Linked DNA regions of Mus musculus: regions 2, 3 and 4 are each linked to region 1. The links are chromatin contacts, called in public HiChIP or PLAC-seq and promoter capture Hi-C maps. All regions are on one chromosome and are shown on one strand. The core of a region is the stretch at or near the end of the contact, and the rest is flanking DNA. Distances in the headings are between cores, read along the strand shown. Region 1 holds the start of Slc19a1 (solute carrier family 19 (folate transporter), member 1). Region 2 holds the start of Sumo3 (small ubiquitin-like modifier 3). Region 3 holds the start of Ybey (ybeY metallopeptidase). Region 4 overlaps Mcm3ap (minichromosome maintenance complex component 3 associated protein).

Region 1 (4,817 bases), core at 1,114-3,613:
GGGGTTTAGCTCGTGACTCATCCTGACCCCTCCCACCTATGGCTCCTTCCTGGGTAACAGCTCTCACTCCCATGGGCCAGACTGAAGGCAACTGCCATGCTAACACTAGCACTTAAACAAACAGTAGGTCACTTTATATCCAAGAAACCATTCCTCAAAGCACTTATTACATTCCCAAAAATTGACCATGCCGGCCATACGGCGGAGCCTTCTCAGCGCCAGCATCTGGTATTTTAGGCAGCAGACATCCCGGAAACTTCCTCATTCTTCCCCAAGTCTTCTCCAAATGACCCAGGGTGGGTGGGGTGGGGGAGGCTGGAGAGATGGCTCAGGGGTTAAGAGCACTGGCTGCTCTTTCAGAGGACCCTGGTTCAATTCCCAGCACCCACATGGCAGCTCACAATTGGTACAGGGACCATTCTACCTCTGGTCCACCTACAAGGTGCAGGTCCTTCAGGAATCCTAACACAGGGATAAACAGGACTGCAGGAAGCCCAGTGCCCTGGGATAGATGCGCTTATCAGTATCTTCTTCTCTGTGACATATAGGCCATGCAGACTGGATACCACTACCTGTTCCTGTGGGTAGGGTGTCCTCACTGAACCCCAAAGAGGCACAGACCTGTCTGGCACAGAGATAATCACAATCTTCCTCCACACCCCCTCTACCTCCTTTACCTTGCCCTTCAGGCTGTAAGTAGTAAGTGGCCCGAGGGTGTAGATAACCAACACAGCCAGATATGGGAGCCTTCCAGCTCACCCTAAAATTCCTCCAGCTACCTGACCATCATTTCCAAAGAATGTGACATTTGTTCCTGTCCCTTTCAACTCACAAGGACTTGCATTGCTGGACCAAGTCTGGCGTGGTTAATGGCAAGGGTCCTGCAGATTTCCCAGGCAGGAGGTGGGGGTAGCAGCCAGCCCCAAGAGCGCATGCATGCCTGCTGCCAACTTGTAGAGAGGAGCCAGTGCGTTTTCCAAACGTGCCATGAGGCCCGCCATTGCTTTCCACATCTCTGGCCAGAGAAGCACTCTAGCTTCCTGATTCCCTTGTATAGCAACTAGGTGGCCAGCACCTTTGCATGTACCAAGAAGGCCCAAGTCCAGAGGGGTGTGGCCCCCATGGGCTGGGGAGGAGCCGTGCTGGTGTGGAGACTGGGTTCTCACACCTGGGACCCCATTCGTATAGATGACCATACCTATAGTCTAACCTCCCGGCACCCCACCACCTTGGGAATCTATTAAACCAGAGTTGCTGGTCGGCCATTCCTCTTTGGACCCATGCCCCTCTCCATTCGTTCTACTTTGCTGCCCTCGCAAGTACTCCGCCAAAACCCATCAGGAGGAAAGAGGCTGGTTTCAGGGAGCCCCGCCCTCTCCCAACCCACCTCAGGCTGCTAGCAGCCTCCACCTGCTGAGCATCAGCTGAACATCCCTGCTGGGGTGAGAGTTTGAAAGATTGGGGGATTGGTGGTGAAGGAGGGTGGGGTGGGGCCTAAAACGCTTAGGCCAGACTTCTGTCCCTGTTAACAGTCAAGTAGGTTGATACAAGGTGAGTAAGGTTTTGTGTGTGTGTGTGTGTGTGTGTGTGTGTGTGTGTGTGTGTGTAGGGGGTCTCCATGCATAGCTCAGCGCAATCCGTCGGTGCCCTTGGAACCTAAAGACGCTGATACCCAAACGAAGGGCGTGCACAGCTGGTGCAGTCTATATCTAGCGGTCAATGCCTTGGTGCCTGGAATGCTTTAGCAGGTGGTCGCGGGGCGCTCGTCTCAAGAGGAGCCGGACAGAGCCAGCGCAGACTTCTGCAGGCCAGCAGGGGTCAGGGGCGGACCCGGGGAGGGGCCTTGCTTGGTCTTAGGCCGGGCGGTCACCTCTGTGCTCGATCAGATCAAGCAATCTGCTGTGAGCTGAGACCCGGTCAAGCGCTGGACGGGTAGGGGGCTCGTAAAGGGGCTCAGGCGGGCTGCGGGGCCCAGGGGTTGGGTGAAGAGGAGACGGGATGGAAGGGGGCGGGGAAGAAGGGACTTATTGGAGAGGCGGACAGAGAGGGTCGGCTTGAGGAGGAAGCACAGGAGCCCGAACACTGGGCGAGCGTACTGAAGGGGGCCTGGAGTCTAGAGATGTAGGTTCTTAGGGCACAGGCTAGCAGACGCGCCACCGGTCGTCCGCTCCTCAGGGAACCACAAGACCCACCCGGTAGTAAATCTCCAAGTGTAGAGGGCGCGTGCATGAACCCCCTGTGGAAGTAGCTGCGGGTGTAGCCAGGTGTTTGCCCCGCCTCCTGGAAGTTCTGCGGCTGCGCCTCCTGTCTACCACGCTGGCCACTCCTTCGGGGCGTGGTCAGTCAGGTAACCACGCCTCTCCATGCGGCCCTTGAGCCTACGCGCGGGTTTTTGGGTGTTGTAGTCTGCGTGTGCGCGTTGAATCAGCCACAGGCCTGTGGGACGCAGAGCTAGGAATCCATTCTATGCGTGCCTGGGGAGCCACGGGGTAGTGCAAGGTACGGTTCTGTTCCTTCCGGTGTCCTGAAGACGAAAGCGGGCTGAATTCTCCACTACAGAGGACCGCGGAGTCCTTGGCGCGACTACAAAGCTCCAGGCAGGGTTTGTAGCGTGCGGAAGGCGCATGCGGGGTCTGCTGGGTGGAAGACAAGCAGAAGTCTTTGGGATGCATAGGGGCAGTAGGATAGGTGTGGGACACGGGCTAGTATCTGTGGGGTGTCAGGGTCCTTCTGTGAATACAGAGTATAGGTGAGGACCTCAGCGTTACGAGCCTCGGGGCAAGAGTCTGAGTGCTGGCCCGCATCCTGGGCTCATGGTTGCAGAACCGTCGGGAGGATAAATCCCCAGGCTGCCTAGTGGGACCTTTGAGCGCCATTTCTCTCCTTGTCATTCCTCTGGAACGGAGTTCTTTTGCTTTCAAAGTATCTTCCTCAGGTCAGGAATCACCACGTGCGCCTGCCCCAGCGACTTTAGAGCACGTGTTGCCTGCAAGGAAACCCCACTGCCCACGCCCTGGACGTGGCGCGCCTCCAAGGCTCATTGTTTAGCTCAGAGGTTGTAGGCACCCTGACAACTGTTAACAACTTCCCTTTGGAACAGGTGGAATCTGCAGCTTGTACAGGCTGCCTGTAGTAGCCAGTCTTTTCTGTACTTCCAGCATCTCTGTGACAGGGATACTAGACTTGGCTAATAGCCTAGGAATAAACCATATTGACGTGACTCCTCACCCGGTGAGTGTTCCCATCCTAACTTCCCTGTCTTCACGATGTTGGTCGGAACCTCAGGGGGCTAGAAGATGTTTGTGGGCCTTCTCTCAGTGGAGAGGATAGACTAAATCCTTAGACTTGCTTGCCTGACTGTTAAGAAGTAGCCTCCTCCCAGTGAGACTCAAGGACTCCGGGAGCTGCTCAGATGGACTCAGCAGGGCACAGAGCCTCTGACTTTGCAGAGCCTGACACATTCTCCGGGCTAGGGAGCCGGATGTGTGCCTTCCAACAAGGCACTGGGGCTGAGGAAAGAGATTGATTCTGGGCATTTGAGCCAGTGGCAAAGATACAGTCAACACTCAGCCACCACAATGGGAGAAGGGCATTGGCGTTTGTTTTCCCCCCTTCCTTAATTAAAAGGAACCTTCCTGTTTCAAGATAAAAAGAAAGTGGGCCTTGGAAAGAAGTTTGTGAACAGTTGTATTCCACACTTCTTACCCACCTCCACCCCTACCCCCATCTCTCACACGGGTGCTAGGCTGGTCAGAAAGGACTGTGTAGTGCCCCTCCCCGACACTACAACCCACCCGGGCTGCCAAGAATTTCTTTCAGTTGCCTGGAAGAGGTTGCAAGTTAAGAAGCCACAGGATGCTCAGGGCATATGGAGTCCTGGTCCACTGTGAGGCCCGCAAGCCATGAGCTTCCTTCCATACTCAGTTCCAATATGTAGAGAACAGGATTCCCCCTCATCTTTCCTTTGGCTGAATAGAGCTGAACCTAGCTTTGTTAGGAAGAGCAGCCTGGGCTCTGAGCTAGAGAAAGAGGGTATTGTGTCAGAGCTGGACACTAACTATGTGGCAGTGATGTTACCTCCAGTAGAGTGTCATAAACTGCCCCAGGCAGTCTCTGCCTAGGTAACAGCCTGGAGAATCCAGGCTGAGACCACCTGCCCCGTGCAAACAAGAGTTTGGGCCCCTGTTTTTTTGACTCGGACCTTGGACTCCCTGGCCACTATTCTGAATAGCAGCTTTTCCTCTGTCTGGCCTGTGGCCTGCCCAGTAGTCACTACTCCAGACCTAGAAGCTCTGGGAAGTTTGCGATTCTAAGCTTTCAACCCCTAGTCCATCCCATGCTATTAGCAAGTCCTGTGGGAAGGTAGCAGAGCCGAGCCTGCGGCTCTGGAACTGGGGGAGGCAGTTCCGGAAACGTTTCAAGTTTGAGCAGAGCAGCAGCTGGAGAAGGCCAGAGGGCCTGACTGTTCCTGTTTCTACCTCCTAGGCATGAGGGCCCTGGGCTTACTTCAGACCCAGGCAGTACCTCCTAGCTTAGATGAGGGAAGAGCCAGAGGCAGGTCCCAGGCGCTTGTGGCTTTACCAAGAGCCAGTCCCTAATTCCTAGTCTCTAGGCATCTAGGTTTTTCTGTTGAACGGGTGTTTATGGTGGAAAGCGTGAGCTGGGCAGGGGAGATGACTTGGTACGTGGTTCCCCAGAGACTAGGAGGTGCCCATGTGTCCCCTGTGAGCACATGCCAGGATCCTCATCAGTAACGTGGTCTGAGCAGAGAAGCCCAGGGACTCAGTCTAGGCTCCTGGCTCTTGTCACTGAGATTG
Region 2 (4,817 bases), core at 1,637-4,136, 570 kb after region 1:
AACAATATAGCCATCTAAGTAGGAAGACTACCCTGCAGGTGGCCCCACCTCAGTGGCTGACAAGGTCCTTGTCAGCTCGCTTCAGGTTGGGGGAGGCTACACCCAGCCTCTTTCCTAGTTTCATGCTTTGGTGGCAAAATACACCAATGAAACCAGTTTAGGGAAGGAACAGGTTTGGGTCTCAGTTCCAGGTCCATCCTTGTGGGGAGGCCAAGCACCCTTCCTTTCTTGACTTTCCTTTCCTCAGAGAAAGTCTCCTTGTTGCTAGCTACCTGGAATCTTTATGAAAAAAATTTAAAATAGCTAGCTTGAGATAAGGAGTCTCCTCCAAACTCGCGATCTTCCAGCCTCTGCCTCTCTGGTGTCCGTGCAGCTATGGGAGGCAACAGGACCAGGACATCCTTCACTGCAAGGAACCTTTAGAATCCATCCTTACAGGGAGTTCCTCTGAGCCAACCTTCTCTGGCTTTTTGGTACTTGAAAGCATGCTCCATTTGTAGAGCCATTTATTTAAGTCTGTAAGAAACATGAACATATTTGCTTAGTCTCGGGAAATGTCTTAGGTTGTGTCTCTTTGTTCCATTTTCTTTCCTTGAGATTCTGATACATACTTGCACTGATCCGGGATTCTGGTCAGGTGGATACACACTTGTACTGATTCAGCAGGGCCTCTGCTTCTTCCCGTCCCTCTCTTTCCCTGAGACCCCAGAGTCCCTTGATTTCCCTTGGGAAGTTCCTCAGCCAGGGCCCTCTCTTCATCTTCTCTGGATGCTGTTCTTGATCCTCAGCTGTCTCCTTGGAAGAGTGTGTGACTAGGTGTGTGTGGAACCTCAGCTTATTATGGGGTGTCTGGGTCTGCTGTATGAAGGCAGGCTGGGATGCCCCATGCAAGGCAAGCCACTCTTCTCAGGTAACCAAAGTCATGCTAAGGTCTCATCCATGCCCAAGGGGCCTCCTTACAACATTAAAAAAAAAAAGGTGTGTGTATGTGTTCTGTGTATGGGTAGGTGTGTGTGAGTGCAGTACCTATAGAGGCCAGAAGAGGGTGCCAGACGTCCTGGAGAAGGGGCGCTGAGATCCAAACTCAGGTCCTTTGGGAAAACGGAGTGTTCTGTTTACATATACACATAGACATAGACATAGACATACACATATCTTAAGAACAGGCTTTGAAATACACACGAGTGAGCATCTTCCTGTTACCGGTTGTTCACTTTGCATAATGGTAGGCTTTCAGTGTGTGAATGGGTCATCATATGGTGTGAATGGATCGCAGTGTGGCTGTTTCTTGCTGCAGCTCACGTAGGTGCCGAGTTCATCCATCCTGTGCTGCACGTGTTGTTCTCCGATCACTTGGTAACAGATGCCCTCAGCCACAGACCCTCAGGTTTGATTCTTGTATCCTATAAACTGTTAATACAACACTTTATAATGCTTGGCATCTTAGAGCTGGTGGTACACTGTGGTCTGAACACTGCCTGCCCCGAGTCACTCACAGCTAATAGTGGAGGGAAGGTGTGCTCTGATCTCCAACAACTGCTTCAGTCAGCCTGGTTTCTGGAGTCCTGTCTCCCAGTTACACAGTCTGAGCTGGACATTCCAGAGATATGTTCAGCTAAGGATGACCATGATCTGTATTTGAGGAAAATCCATACCTTGGTCTGGTCTGGGTGTGGGATGAGTTCCAAATGCGTCCTTGTGGAAGACCTTGACAAACTTCTCGAAGAAAGGTCATGTGTACAGGGGAAAGGCTAAAAAAGGTTGGCTTCACAGACACTTGGCTTAGTAGCTTTGCAGTATTACCAGGAAGTGGGGATACTTGTCTGCTGGCCCTTCCTTGGAACAGAAACATACTTCTGTCAAACAGAGCGCCACTTCTCTGGAGGCTGCTGTGTGGTCCTGGAACACGGCCAATCAACACCTTCCTGAGACGACTGTGGGTGACTGTGTCAGCCCTGACTGGCCTGATTTGCAGGTGTTAGCAGACAGACACAGAGGGCCTGTGGGCTGCATTCTAAAAACTCACGCCAAGATACAAGGAAAGGACACTCTTGACCCCTTAGCCAGGGCTCCCGATGGATCTTCCAGCTCAAGCTTCCCTTGTTTTGCTTATCTAGTTGACTCCTTGGGCATGTTATTAAACTTCTAGGCATCTTGGTGTGCTGTGTAAAATGGGTTATTAGTGTCCACAATAGCATTCCAGAAACAGCAAATGGTAGGTCAGAAGGGAAGCTTTCTGTGCCTGTCACTCTCACCCACCCAAGCCACCTAGTGGTTACTTTGGGACTACGTAAGGAGGGAGAAAGGCAGCTAGATAGTGAGAATGAAGGGGAAGAGCTTGTCCTTCTGGAGAGCCATCTTGGGAATGGCCCTTGTGGAGGCTGGTCCACCCCATCCAGGAAATCAAATGAAAAAAGATGAAATGGGAGCATGTGCTGGCTTTCTGGGCCAACAGAAGCCATCCTCTGTGTCCTCAAAGGATGCCTTTTCTAGACATGAGCCCTCCTGTGACATTCAAATTAAAGGCCAGAGGCCTGTTCCAGGAGTGTGTGGTCCATAAACCATGCCTGGTAACCTCCTTATTCGTCTTCCGGACCACCTGAAAGGGTTAGCCTGAGTTTCTTTGCCCTCTCTTACCCAAATGCAGCCTGCATATAAGAAAAAGTCCCCAAATGTGGGTGGTGAAGAGGCTACTGGTTGGGCCAAAACGTTCCTCTGGGTCCTGACCTAGCACACAGCGCCCCCACTCCTCCCGTGCCTCCCTGCGTGGACGCGCAGTCTTGCACCCACATCCGGGGTCTCTGGGCCTAGGACCTTGAGTCGCGCGTCCCCGGGGCTCTGCGCGCACCCGGGCGCCTGACCCGCCCCGTGACGCATTCGCAACCGTCCTGAATCGCGGCTGGCCAGCGCGCACCCGCGGCGCGGGGCGCGCGCCTCGTGCACGCGCCCGACCACGTGACTCCGCGCGACCAACCAGCGCGCCGGGATTTAGGGATAAAGCGCGGCCCCGCGACAGTTGCGGCGGGAGAGCGGCGGGGCAGAGAGCGTGACTCGCCCGCTCCAGTGCCACCGGTTCCCGCTGCGCTTGCCGCCGCCGTCGCTGCGCAACCATGTCGGAAGAGAAGCCCAAGGTAAGCCCGGTACGCAAGCCGCAGCAGATTCCGCGGAACGCAGGCCGGGCCGCGCGCAAAAAGGGCCCGCGGGGCCGCGCCCGAGCCTCAGCGCCCCTCCCCCACCGACCCGCGCCCCTCCCCCACCAGCATTGCACTCCGCCCCGGGCAGCGCGCTAGCCCCACCCCCGGCTGTGCCTCCCGCCACACCAAGGCTCCGCCTCCGGGGTAGCCCCGCCCCGGGTGTAGCCCCGCCCACGGCTCGAGAACCCGGAACTTGGGTGCTGGTTCTTGGTTCGCAAGGGCCTCACTCCCTGACGCGGCCATCCTTTCGCGTGCCGTGCGCACAGTTGCACGCGTGGTGCTGCGCGTGAGGCTCAGCGGGCGCTCGTGAGAGCTGCACCGGAGTAAGAGCAAGGCTGGCCGCTCCGGGCTTCCAATGTTCGCCCGGCCGCATGCCCTTCCACTCCATCGCCGTGGTCTCGGCAGTTGGTGCGTGGGAAGGCCAGGGTTGCCCATTTCAAATTGAACAGTTTTCCCACACTCACCTGCCCTGCTGGGGGCAGTTTTATCCAACGGGAGATAAACGTTGGAGCCTGGCATTCTGTGCTCTTGACTGGCCTGGAGATGACCACTGTGTTGGCTCAGGTGAGAGACCCCAGGAGCAGGGCAAGCATCTGGACTAATGCCATGGTACCATGCTCAGCAGCCGAGCCCAGAAATATCTTGCCTGCGAGGTCCTTACCTTTAATTTCAGCTCAGCCTTGGGTCCTGCCTGCACCATCCCGGATATTGAATGAGCACCTGTTCGCCCTGTGCCAAGAGTAGACAACTTACTTTATTATATTTTGTAGCTGGTAACTACAACAAGAGTTGTAACCTTTTGGTGCGGTTAGGCAGGAAGTGAATGCCTGGTGTGTACTGGAGTGGCCATGCCTTCTGCCTCGGGTTAGTGGAGACAGAGGGTTATATGTTATATTTTGGTGACGCAGCCCAGGGGCTGTTGTCCACTAGGCAGATGCTCTACCAGTGAGTTACTTACTCTCTCCACACCCCCACAGCGGCCCCCCCCCCTTTTTTTTTAGACAAGGTTCCTTTGTGGTCCAAGCTGTCCTGGAGTTTAAGACCAGGCTGACTTCAAACTCAAAAGAGATCTTCCTGTTTCTGTCTCCTGAATGTTTCCCTGTGTAGCTCATGCTGGCCTCCACCTATACCCAGGAGCTCCCGGGTGTCAGGTGTTGGCAGTCAGTGTGCTGAGTAAGCCCTCCTTCTTCTGTATTTACTTGCTAATTAGAGAACTCCAGGCCAGAGCCCAGCCAGGCATCCTTCCGTTGGAGGGAAGCAAGCCTGAGGCCTTTCACCTCTGTCTCTGTTTTTGAACACACACATCCTTTCGGGAACCGGGTTAGAAGTCAGCATCTTGGGACCTGGAGTGATTCATGCTTCTCACTAGCGGACTTTACTTTTTCTCATATTGGATGCCACCCTTTGGAGAAGGGGGCAAGCTCTGTGGACAGTGCTGCTGTGTCACTGGTGTCCTGGGAGTGAGTGGGCAGGGGAAGGGGAAGGGATGATGCCTCAAGGTGTGCCTTCAGGTTCTTGATGGAGCCTCTCTCCTGCCGAACCATTTCTCAGACTAGAAGGAGCCATGCTCCTACCTAAAGCTGTTAGGACCCAGTGCAGGGCAGGTTGCTTTCTGCACCCTGC
Region 3 (4,817 bases), core at 1,616-4,115, 560 kb before region 1:
ACAGTAATCCTCACTTTCTCTGCAATGCTGAAGAATGTACTCCACCCCTAGGAAAATGTCTCCCAGATTATAATCATCCGGTGAGTGTGGCTGAGGAAATTCGCCAGCTTTCAGATTCTGAAAAGGAGAAACATCACCAGGTTACAAGGACCTGGCTCACTTGTTTAGCAGAGGGCACGGGACTCTTAACCACAGGATGCTCAAGCTGCATAATGAAGGCTAAGGACCATCAAAGAGTCTGAGGGGGTGGAATGCAGTTATCACACAGTGACCCTCACGTGCTGTTTTTATCAAATTATCTACTCACCCCCCCAACCCCTCTCAAAGTCACATTCAATATCATTGAATTGGCATATGGACACAATCACACTCTTTCCCCACTTGTGTGCCTGCCATTTTTTCCTGTTAAGGGAAACAGGCTGGAGAGTGGCTCAGTGGGTAAGAACACTGACTGCTCTTCTGAAGGTCCGGAGTTCAAATCCCAGCAACCACATGGTGGCTCACAACCATCGGTAACGAGATCTGACTCCCTCTTCTGGAGTGTCTGAAGACAGCTACAGTGTACTTACATATAAGCCGGGCGTGGTGGCGCACGCCTTTAATCCCAGCACTTGGGAGGCAGAGGCAGGTGGATTTCTGAGTTCGAGGCCAGCCTGGTCTACAAAGTGAATTCCAGGACAGCCAGAGCTACACAGAGAAACCCTGTCTCGAAAAACCAAAGGGTGGAAAAAAAAAAAGAGAAAAGCAGAAAGAACTTTGCTTTGACAGGGGAAGAAACGTGTGTATGCTATAATCCACTATATATATATATACAGAAACAAATCCTTCATTAGCTGTGGCCTCTTCAGACATGCTGTAGACCTTCAGTCCCCTCTGCTGGGCTCTGTTCTACCCATCTTGTGCGGGCTATAGCCCAATCCTGTCTGCAGTTAGAAGCAGGCGACACTGATTCTACTGCATCCAGCCTCTCCCAACGCACACCTCGAGTCCTGTCCTGTCTCTGCCTGACCACCATGCCCACTCTGCACGGGTGCCTGACCTTATTTTATGCCACAATCACAAGGCTTAACTTTCCAGGGTTAAGCCTGCATCCTTGGCTCTTTCCTTCTCTTTTCTATCCTTTGAAGCACCATTTACTACCAATTCATTCCCCAAAAGGAGTATTCCCATTTCTTCTGCTAACAATGGGGGAAGCTATTTAGACAATGTGGTTCCTTGTAGCTATCTATCGCAAGGGAATCTGTTGATAATGCTTACCAGTTTTTACTTTTCTGTCCAAGCATTTACTACTGAGGTACACTTAAAACTGCAGACACTCTTATTTGAATTTCCTGAGGGCACTGAGTTAGTGAGAGTGGTCCCTGCATAGAGGAATTGTGATGTTTAGGGCTAGACATACTTAATGGGTCTATGTCATATTGCTTCATTTCTGTTTTTTATTTGCTTGTTTTTGAGATAGAGAGGATTTTTTTTTGGACCGAGTTTCTCTTTGTAGCCCTGGCTGTCCTGTTAATCACTCTGTAACACCAGGGTGGACTTGAATTCAGAGATCTGCTTTTCTCTGCCTCCCAAGCATTAGGACTAAAGGTGTGTGCCACCACTGCCACCCGGCTGAGAAAGGGGCTTCTTATGTGGCTTTTGTCTGGCCTTAAACTAACCAGGCAGACCAAAGGTGGCTTTGAACTCACAAAGATTCGACTGCCTCTGCCTCTTGGATAGATGGGATTAAAGGCATGCACAGTCACACCAGGCTAGACTTCAGTGCATTTCCAGAAAACTTCAAAATCAAAGATAACCAGATCTGTAATGTAATTAACAGGAACTATTCTGGAAGGAAGGTAAGCTGTACGAGAAGAACATATATACATACATATATATTTATTTTAAATATGAGGTATACATATTTACCTCATGAAATGAGAAAGAAAGCACGTCAGTTGGGACATTTTTATTCCTGTAGATCCTATTAATGTTCTGAATAGTCTTGTTGTCAACACAGATGATCCCCAGGTCAAATTTCTTCACTCCTAAGATACTCCTGACTAAATCCATCTTCCTGCGAAGTGGCACTCTTCTGATGGGGACCACCCGCTGCAGATTTTTAATCACCAAACTCATTTCGGGAAGAACACCCAGCCCTTTAAAAAAAAAAAAAAATGGTTGGAAGGAACCTGTGGTTAAAGTTCGAGAAAAGACCCGTAACTACTAGAGAGTGATAAGTTATGTAAAAACACACACGCGCTCACAATAAAACTTTATTTGATGGGATTTATCTGGTGGCAATGCTAAGGGAAATCACCTTTATTTACCCTAGGAAACTAATAAACAGGGTAGACTGGGCACAACGTGCAGAATAAGGCAAGTGGTTTGGGGCGGTTGCAATGGTGCAGGACCAGGTGAGGATGAGTGTGGGTGAGCAAATGGGGTCGCTGTGGGTCCAGCGTCTCTCGGGCACTCAGGCTGGAGGATCCACGCACGAACGAGGGGCTTCCACGCCGCACAATGCGGGATCGCCGTGCACTTACCGAATCCGACCGTGAAGAAGGTCGGGGGTCTGGCGGGCCGCCTGCCGGAAGATCAGCAGCAGCACACCCCAGAGAGCGGAAGCCGGATGCGGAGGACCGGAAGTTGGTCCTACAAATTTGATGTCCGTAGCGCACACCCAAGAGCCCGCTCCAGTGGCCGGTTTGTTGCGGTGCGGTGGGCCCGGTAGAGGCTGCACGCAGACTGTGGGCGAGCACAAGCGCTGGCGACAGTGGCCGTATCTGGCGGACTTGCTCCTCCCTCCGCGGCCTCCGCTGTCCCTTGTGTCTTTGCCGAGTTGCTGAAGGCCTTCACTAGTCTTCGCTCGAAGGCGTCTGTTAACCTAGCGGCCGGCTTCCGGAGTGTTAAGCATCGGGGATAAAAAGCTATTATTTCTAGACCAGGGCATCGCAAGTTCGAGTTACCGGGAGAAAAATGAGATGGTAGGAACCCAAAGCAGTAACATTTTAAATTACGGTTTTTGTGTTTTTATTTATTTATTTATTTATTTTGCCTTGGAGATCGCAAGAATCTGATAAGTGATGTGTTCCCGTCTTATTACTGAGGTTTTGTTTGTTTGTTTGTTTGCTTGTTTTTTCCCCGAGAAGGTATCAATTGAATAAAATGCTTTGCATTTTTATTTTAATCATAACGGATCAGGCTTCACCTAAGCCTGCTGGAGCACACCTGTGGTCCCAGCAGAAGGGAGACCGAGGCAGAAGAAAGGAACTTAAGGTTGTGCTTGATTGTAGTAAGCTTGAGGCAAGCCTGGGCTAAGCGAGACCTTGTCTTTTTTTTTTTTTTTTTTTTTTGGTTTTTCGAGACAGGGTTTCTCTGTATAGCCCTGGCTGGCCTGGAACTCACTTTGTAGACCAGGCTGGCCTTGAACTCAGAAATCTGCCTGCCTCTGCCTCCCGAGTGCTGGGATTAAAGGCATGCGCCACCAAGCCCGTTTTACGAGACCTTGTCTTTAATGAAAAGAAAAAGAAAAAAAAATCTTTAAACCTCCCTTACACCATAATCCATTTCTAATACCCTGTGTCCAAAACCTGTTGATCTGTGAGTGGTCGGCGGCCCGTTGTGCCCTTGCCTTTTAAATAATTGTCTTAGAATTTCTGTGATTTAAGAGTTGGAGCAAAATATGCTGTGATGTCCTAACCTTTTTTTTTTTTTCCAGGTCATCCTGAGGATGAAGGAGAGCTTCCCCTGGCAACAGATAATTTAAAGAGGAGAGCTACTTGTGTATAGTCCATATTTATTGCCTTCAGATAATTGGCTTGAAGATGCACCCGGTGAACCCCTTCGGAGGGCAGCAGCCCAGTGCTTTTGCGGTATCTTCCAGCACCACGGGAACATATCAGACTAAATCACCATTTCGATTTGGCCAGCCTTCCCTTTTTGGACAGAACAGCACACCCAGCAAGAGCCTGGCGTTTTCACAAGTACCAAGCTTTGCAACACCCTCTGGAGGAAGCCATTCTTCCTCCTTGCCAGCATTTGGACTCACCCAAACCTCAAGTGTGGGACTCTTCTCTAGTCTCGAATCCACACCTTCTTTCGCAGCTACTTCGAGTTCCTCTGTGCCCGGCAATACGGCATTCAGCTTTAAGTCAACCTCTAGTGTTGGGGTTTTCCCAAGTGGCGCTACTTTTGGGCCAGAAACCGGAGAAGTAGCAGGTTCTGGCTTTCGGAAGACGGAATTCAAGTTTAAACCTCTGGAAAATGCAGTCTTCAAACCGATACCGGGGCCTGAGTCAGAGCCAGAAAAAACCCAGAGCCAGATTTCTTCTGGATTTTTTACATTTTCCCATCCCGTTGGTAGCGGGTCTGGAGGCCTGACCCCTTTTTCTTTCCCACAGGTGACAAATAGTTCGGTGACTAGCTCAAGTTTTATCTTTTCGAAACCAGTTACTAGTAATACTCCTGCCTTTGCCTCTCCTTTGTCTAACCAAAATGTAGAAGAAGAGAAGAGGGTTTCTACGTCAGCGTTTGGAAGCTCAAACAGTAGCTTCAGTACTTTCCCCACAGCGTCACCAGGATCTTTGGGGGAGCCCTTCCCAGCTAACAAACCAAGCCTCCGCCAAGGATGTGAGGAAGCCATCTCCCAGGTGGAGCCACTTCCCACCCTCATGAAGGGATTAAAGAGGAAAGAGGACCAGGATCGCTCCCCGAGGAGACATTGCCACGAGGCAGCAGAAGACCCTGATCCCCTGTCCAGGGGCGACCATCCCCCAGATAAACGGCCAGTCCGCCTCAACAGACCCCGGGGAGGTACTTTGTTTGGCCGGACAATA
Region 4 (4,817 bases), core at 1,702-4,201, 530 kb before region 1:
GTGCTATTGAGAGTCGCAGGCAGGCAGGCAGAATGTTTGTGGGGGTGGACACTAAAGGTTTGTGTCTCAGTGTACTTTGCTCATATGTATTTGGATTTTTATCATTTTTCCATGTACTAGGCATTATTCCATGTAAGTCCAAAAGCTCTAAGATTGAGGATTATTTAAACCTCTGTATGGTATGGTGTCCTGATTAGTATCTACATTATTTAAGATTCTGTATATTTGTGCACCTTGTGCTTGCAGTGCCTAAGGAGGCTAGAAGAAGGCATCAGATTGTCTGGAGCTAGAGTTAGCTGCCATGTGTTTGCTGGGAGTTAAACCCAGGATCTTTGTAAGAGCATCCAGTGCTCTTTACTGCTGAGCCATCATCTTTCTAGCCCTGAGGAATATTTGTTTGTTTGTTTTGCATGTGCCACAGGGTATGGGGGTCAAAGGACAGACTTACAGAAATCTGCTCTCAAACTTCCTAGTGCTGTGACTTTAGTACAGCTACTCACACTGTGGTGACCTTCAACCATAAAACTTTCATTGCTACTTCATAACTGTCATTTTGCTGTGGTTAGGAATCATAAATATCTGTGTTTTCCAATGGTCTTAAGGACCCCTGTGAAAGGATTGTTCAGTCCCCCTAAAGGGGTTGCAGCCCACAGGTTGAGAACCCCCCTGCCTTACACCATCTGCATTCTAGGGGCAGAACTCAGTTGGCAGGTGTGGCCGCAAGTGTCTTTTATCTACTGAGCTGTCTCACTGGCCCAGGATCAGAAGTTTGATTCTGTAAAATAGTTCGGTGGTGGTGGTGGTGGTTGTTTTTTGAGACAAGGTCTCACTCACTATGTACCCTGACTGGCCTGGAACTTGCTATGTAGATCATGCTGGCCCCAAACACAGAGATCCAGCTGCCTCTGCCTCCCAATTGCTGGCATTAAAGGTGTGCGCCAACTCACCTTACTGAAATGGGTATGTGTAACTCCAGGGATGGTTTCTATTGCTCGGGCCCTTTCCTCTTCAGCTCACAGTTTTCAATCTCGTTCGAATGAGCCAATTTCACAACTGTCCTTTGCACTTACCCAAGTAAATAACCCAGTAGAGGGCCAACCTCCATTTTAAAATGATAACCTGTTTTGTGAGCTTCACAATTAGATTTGGTGTCTGGGACCCTGTATCCATATGGTATTTCTCTTGTTTTCCTGAGGATTTCTGTAAGTCATTTTAAAATTAGACATTCCCTGAAATGTTACTTTCTTTCATCTACAGAATACTAGAAAACTGGCTAAAGGTCAAATTCACAGGAGATGACAGCATGGTGGGTGACATAGGAGATAATGCTGGTGATATCCAGACCCTCTCAGTCTTTAATACACTTAGTAGTAAAGGGGATCAAACAGTTTCTGTCAACGTGTGTATAAAGGTGAGTGACAGTCACTTCATGTACATATCTCTAGGTTTCATTTTCTCTCCTCAGATGTCTCTGAAATTATAAATTACTATTTATTCTCAAAGGTGGTTTTCAATGACTCTGAGATGATCGAAGTAAATGCCATTGTCTGTTTTTCTTTACATCTTGATTAATATACCACAGCCATCTACTTGGTGTAAGGTTTTAGTACAGATTCTGGGAGAGCAATGTACTTGCCCTCTGTCGTGGTTACAAATAATAATATATAATATTATCCAGATATAATCCATTTTTTTAAGAGGGGAAGCTTACTTTCGCTCATAGTATTGAAGGTTTCAGTCCATGACTGATGCCCTTGTTGCTTTTCTGAGGACGCACATAGCAGAAGAAAAGTGTACACTTGACAGCCAGGACACAGCTGAGGAGGTTGGCAGCCCACAGTCCTTCAAAGTCATGTCCCCAGTGACCTCATATCTCCACAGATCCCACCTCTTCAGTATCCCTCCCATCTCCCAGTCATGCCAAGCTGGAGGCCAAGCAGTAAACACTTGGCTCCTCAGGGCCAGACTACAGCAAGCACTGAGCCTTGGCTGCCACATTCCTCCTTGAGAATGTGATGCACTCTACAGGATTCCTTTCTACTTTATCTTTTGCTTGACTCAAGCTGCAGCCTCTACCCAACAGCAGACCTTAGGCCCCTTTTTGTTTTATTGCGAGCACTAATCCCTGTTAATGTCATTCTCATAGCTCTTTGATTTTGTCAGGTTTCTTAGTCCTTATTTCTTTTAAACACAATATTCCTACTAATTAAAGTTCCCAACACGGTGTATTTCCTTTGCTAGGGCTCTGCTTAGTAGGCCCTTGGGTTTGAAGTAAATTTGTGCATATGGTCTTGGAACAATGGCTAGTACTTGTGTGATGTTGGTGTTGGTGATAGTAACAATACCTTTTCTTGGTTTAGTCCTTTAGATGATTCTGAGGAAAGGACATGGAGGGGGGAATTTTTCTGATTGCTATCCTCCTGAAAATATATTTACCTTATATTCTCTCTCTCTCTGCTTTTTCTTGTTTTGGCTTGGTTTGGTTCTGTTTGGTTTGGTTTGGTTTGGTTTGGTTGGGCTTCTCTGTGTAGCCCTCACTACTCACTGTCCTGGAACTTGCACCGTAGACTAGGCTGCCCTTGAATTCAGAGATCCATCTGAGTGCTGGGACTAATGGCCTGTGCCGCCGCCATGCGTGGCCCAGCTTTGTCTTTGAAGGACTGTCCAGGGCACAGTGAATAGAGCTCTGCAACTGTCCTTGCTGAGGCAGACTGTCTCCTGTGTTGTCCTCTGGTACATTCACCCTGACATCTTTGATTTTGTTGCAGGTGGCTCATGGCACCCTTAGTGACAGTGCCCTTGATGCTGTGGAGACCCAGAAGGACCTGTTGGGAACCAGTGGGCTCATGCTGCTGCTTCCCCCGAAAGTGAAGAGTGAGGAGGTGGCAGAGGAGGAACTGTCCTGGCTGTCGGCTTTACTGCAGCTCAAGCAGCTTCTGCAGGCCAAGCCCTTCCAGCCTGCCCTGCCGCTGGTGGTCCTCGTGCCCAGCTCCAGAGGGGACTCCGCGGGGAGGGCAGTAGAGGACGGTGTGTGAAGGAAGCCCCGTTCCTGATCCCATACCTTTAAGAAGTGGGTGGGGCATGAGTGTGATGGATGGCCAGCAGAGCAGTGTGGGGAGCTTTGGGGTTAGTGCCCTATTTGTTCTGTCCACAGCGCAGGGCCACAACTAGCTTGGGATGTGTCGCATGTGCAAAATGAGTATTATTACATGGGTCCTTCCTGTTTCTCTTAAAGGTCTGATGTTACAGGATTTGGTTTCAGCCAAGCTGATTTCCGATTACATTGTTGTTGAGATTCCTGACTCTGTTAATGATTTACAAGGCACAGTGAAGGTATGGTTTCACCTTTTAAAGGTCTGTCAGGGTACTTGTTGGTTTCTCTCCTGAGCTACCTATCTTCTCATCTGTCTGGAATGTAATATATGTGGTTGTTTGGATTTTGAGACACTGTCATGTAGGGCAGGCTGATCTCAAGTTTGCTAGGCAGTCAGGGTAACCTAGAAGTGATGCTTCCTCTTCCTCTTCTGTGAGTATAGGCATGTACCGTCCTGTCCAGCTTATATTAGTGATCTCCATTTTAATCTTATGTTTTACACACACACACACACACACACACACTATTTCTAAAGATACAGCAGGCAGGAATAAAAATAAAATTTAAAAAACACCCATAGTATGGTTTCAGTAATATGTTAAATAAGTTTTTTGGCTTTGCTTTGTTTTTTTTTTCTTTCTTTTTTTTTTTGTTTTTTTGTTTTTTGTTTTTTGTTTTTTGTTTTTTGTTTTGTTTTTTCGAGACAGGGTTTCTCTGTGTAGCCCTGGCTGTCCTGGAACTCACTCGGTAGACCAGGCTGGCCTCGAACTCAGAAATCCACCTGCCTCTGCCTCCTGAGTGCTGGGATTAAAGGCGTGCACCACCACGCCCAGCCTTGGTTTTGCTTTTATGAAATTAAAATGACCATTTATATATTACATCTGAATGTCAGATTTATCTAATTAATTTTTTAGAATGAATGCTTTTACAAAATATAAAGAAGTGATATTACCTGAGACTTCCTGGAAAGGTTCTGCTAAAAATGGTTTAGGAAAAGAAGTGTAGGGATTGCATATGGCCTGAGGATGTAGCTCAGGGGTACAGTCCCACTTGACATATAAGAATGTCCTAGGTTCAAAAGATGGCCTAGTCAGCTATCACTGGAAAAAGAGGCCCATTAGACATGCAAACTGTATATGCCCCAGTACAGGGGAACAGCAGGGCCAAAAAAAATGGGAATGAGTGGGTAGGGAAGTGTGGGGGGAGGGTATGGGGGACTTTTGGGATAGCATTGGAAATGTAATTGAGGAAAATATATAATAAAAAAATAATATAATAATAAAAGATATAATAAAATTCTCAATAAAAGGCTATCATAGTAAAAAAAAAAAAAAAAAAAAAAAAAAAAAAAAAAAAAGAATGTCCTAGGTTTTATCTCCAGCACTCTATGAAAACCAAACCAAAGCTGGACAGGAAGAGGTAATGGCAGAGCGTGAGGAAGCTGCCTGGCGTTCAGTGACGACCCTAGTTCTAGGAATAAGATGGAGTGGCTCTGCTCCTGTGGGTGGTGAGGAAGCCCTCATGAGGTCCTTGGTCCTTCCAGGAGGGCTCTGCAGGCCCCACTTACTAATTAGATAAGACTCATGGGGCCCTCTGTGGTGCCTCTGGGAGGCACATCCACAAGGCTCTAGAAGCCCAGACTCAGGCACGCAGAGGCCTTGTGCCCTTTCCTGCAGCGGCTGAGATTTTGTTGTTGGGGCATTTTCCTAAAACAGCCATGGGC

The links. Promoter capture Hi-C pulls out the DNA fragments that hold promoters and counts their contacts. HiChIP or PLAC-seq counts read pairs in DNA pulled down with a chosen protein or histone mark.
Region 2: a promoter capture Hi-C map of pre-B cells shows a contact between it and region 1, with 2.5 times the contacts expected there. The contact joins the promoter of Sumo3 here to the promoter of Slc19a1 in region 1. A contact is called at or near these places in 4 of 39 promoter capture datasets (the C10 cell line, hematopoietic stem and progenitor cells, hippocampal neurons and 1 more) and 1 of 115 datasets of contacts at active chromatin or transcription factors (epiblast stem cells).
Region 3: a contact with region 1 is called in a promoter capture Hi-C map of the HPC-7 cell line. The contact joins the promoter of Ybey here to the promoter of Slc19a1 in region 1. A contact is called at or near these places in 9 of 39 promoter capture datasets (the C10 cell line, the HPC-7 cell line, cranial neural crest and 5 more), 1 of 484 Hi-C or Micro-C datasets (embryonic stem cells), 2 of 115 datasets of contacts at active chromatin or transcription factors (astrocytes and embryonic stem cells) and 1 of 9 other capture datasets (embryonic stem cells).
Region 4: a contact with region 1 is called in an H3K27ac HiChIP or PLAC-seq map of extraembryonic endoderm stem cells, with 8 times the contacts expected there. The contact joins the enhancer-like site here to the promoter of Slc19a1 in region 1. A contact is called at or near these places in 4 of 39 promoter capture datasets (the 3T3-L1 cell line, hippocampal neurons and liver), 2 of 115 datasets of contacts at active chromatin or transcription factors (astrocytes and extraembryonic endoderm stem cells) and 1 of 9 other capture datasets (embryonic stem cells).

What each region holds. Positions count from the first base shown.
Region 1 is chr10:77,030,849-77,035,665 of GRCm38.p6, forward strand. Slc19a1 (solute carrier family 19 (folate transporter), member 1) reads left to right here and starts at 2,364. Exons shown (of 6, transcript NM_031196.3): 1 at 2,364-2,499.
Region 2 is chr10:77,603,211-77,608,027 of GRCm38.p6, forward strand. It overlaps Sumo3 (small ubiquitin-like modifier 3), which reads left to right and starts at 2,887. Exons shown (of 4, transcript NM_019929.4): 1 at 2,887-3,131. The coding sequence starts at 3,111.
Region 3 is chr10:76,466,249-76,471,065 of GRCm38.p6, forward strand. Ybey (ybeY metallopeptidase) reads right to left here and starts at 2,866. Exons shown (of 5, transcript NM_172550.4): 1 at 2,526-2,866; 2 at 1,909-2,138; 3 at 1-117. The coding sequence starts at 2,118. Mcm3ap (minichromosome maintenance complex component 3 associated protein) reads left to right here and starts at 2,654. Exons shown (of 29, transcript NM_019434.3): 1 at 2,654-2,966; 2 at 3,701-4,817. The coding sequence starts at 3,807.
Region 4 is chr10:76,501,395-76,506,211 of GRCm38.p6, forward strand. Mcm3ap (minichromosome maintenance complex component 3 associated protein) reads left to right here. Exons shown (of 29, transcript NM_019434.3): 21 at 1,258-1,411; 22 at 2,769-3,027; 23 at 3,236-3,333. Among named protein-coding and RNA genes, the nearest start is that of Lss, 28 kb to the right of the region's middle. Within about 2 kb of position 2,952, at least 12 of the 459 cell types and tissues checked have an H3K27ac peak or open chromatin away from gene starts, as enhancers often do. A contact at or near this core is called in extraembryonic endoderm stem cells, where this site is marked.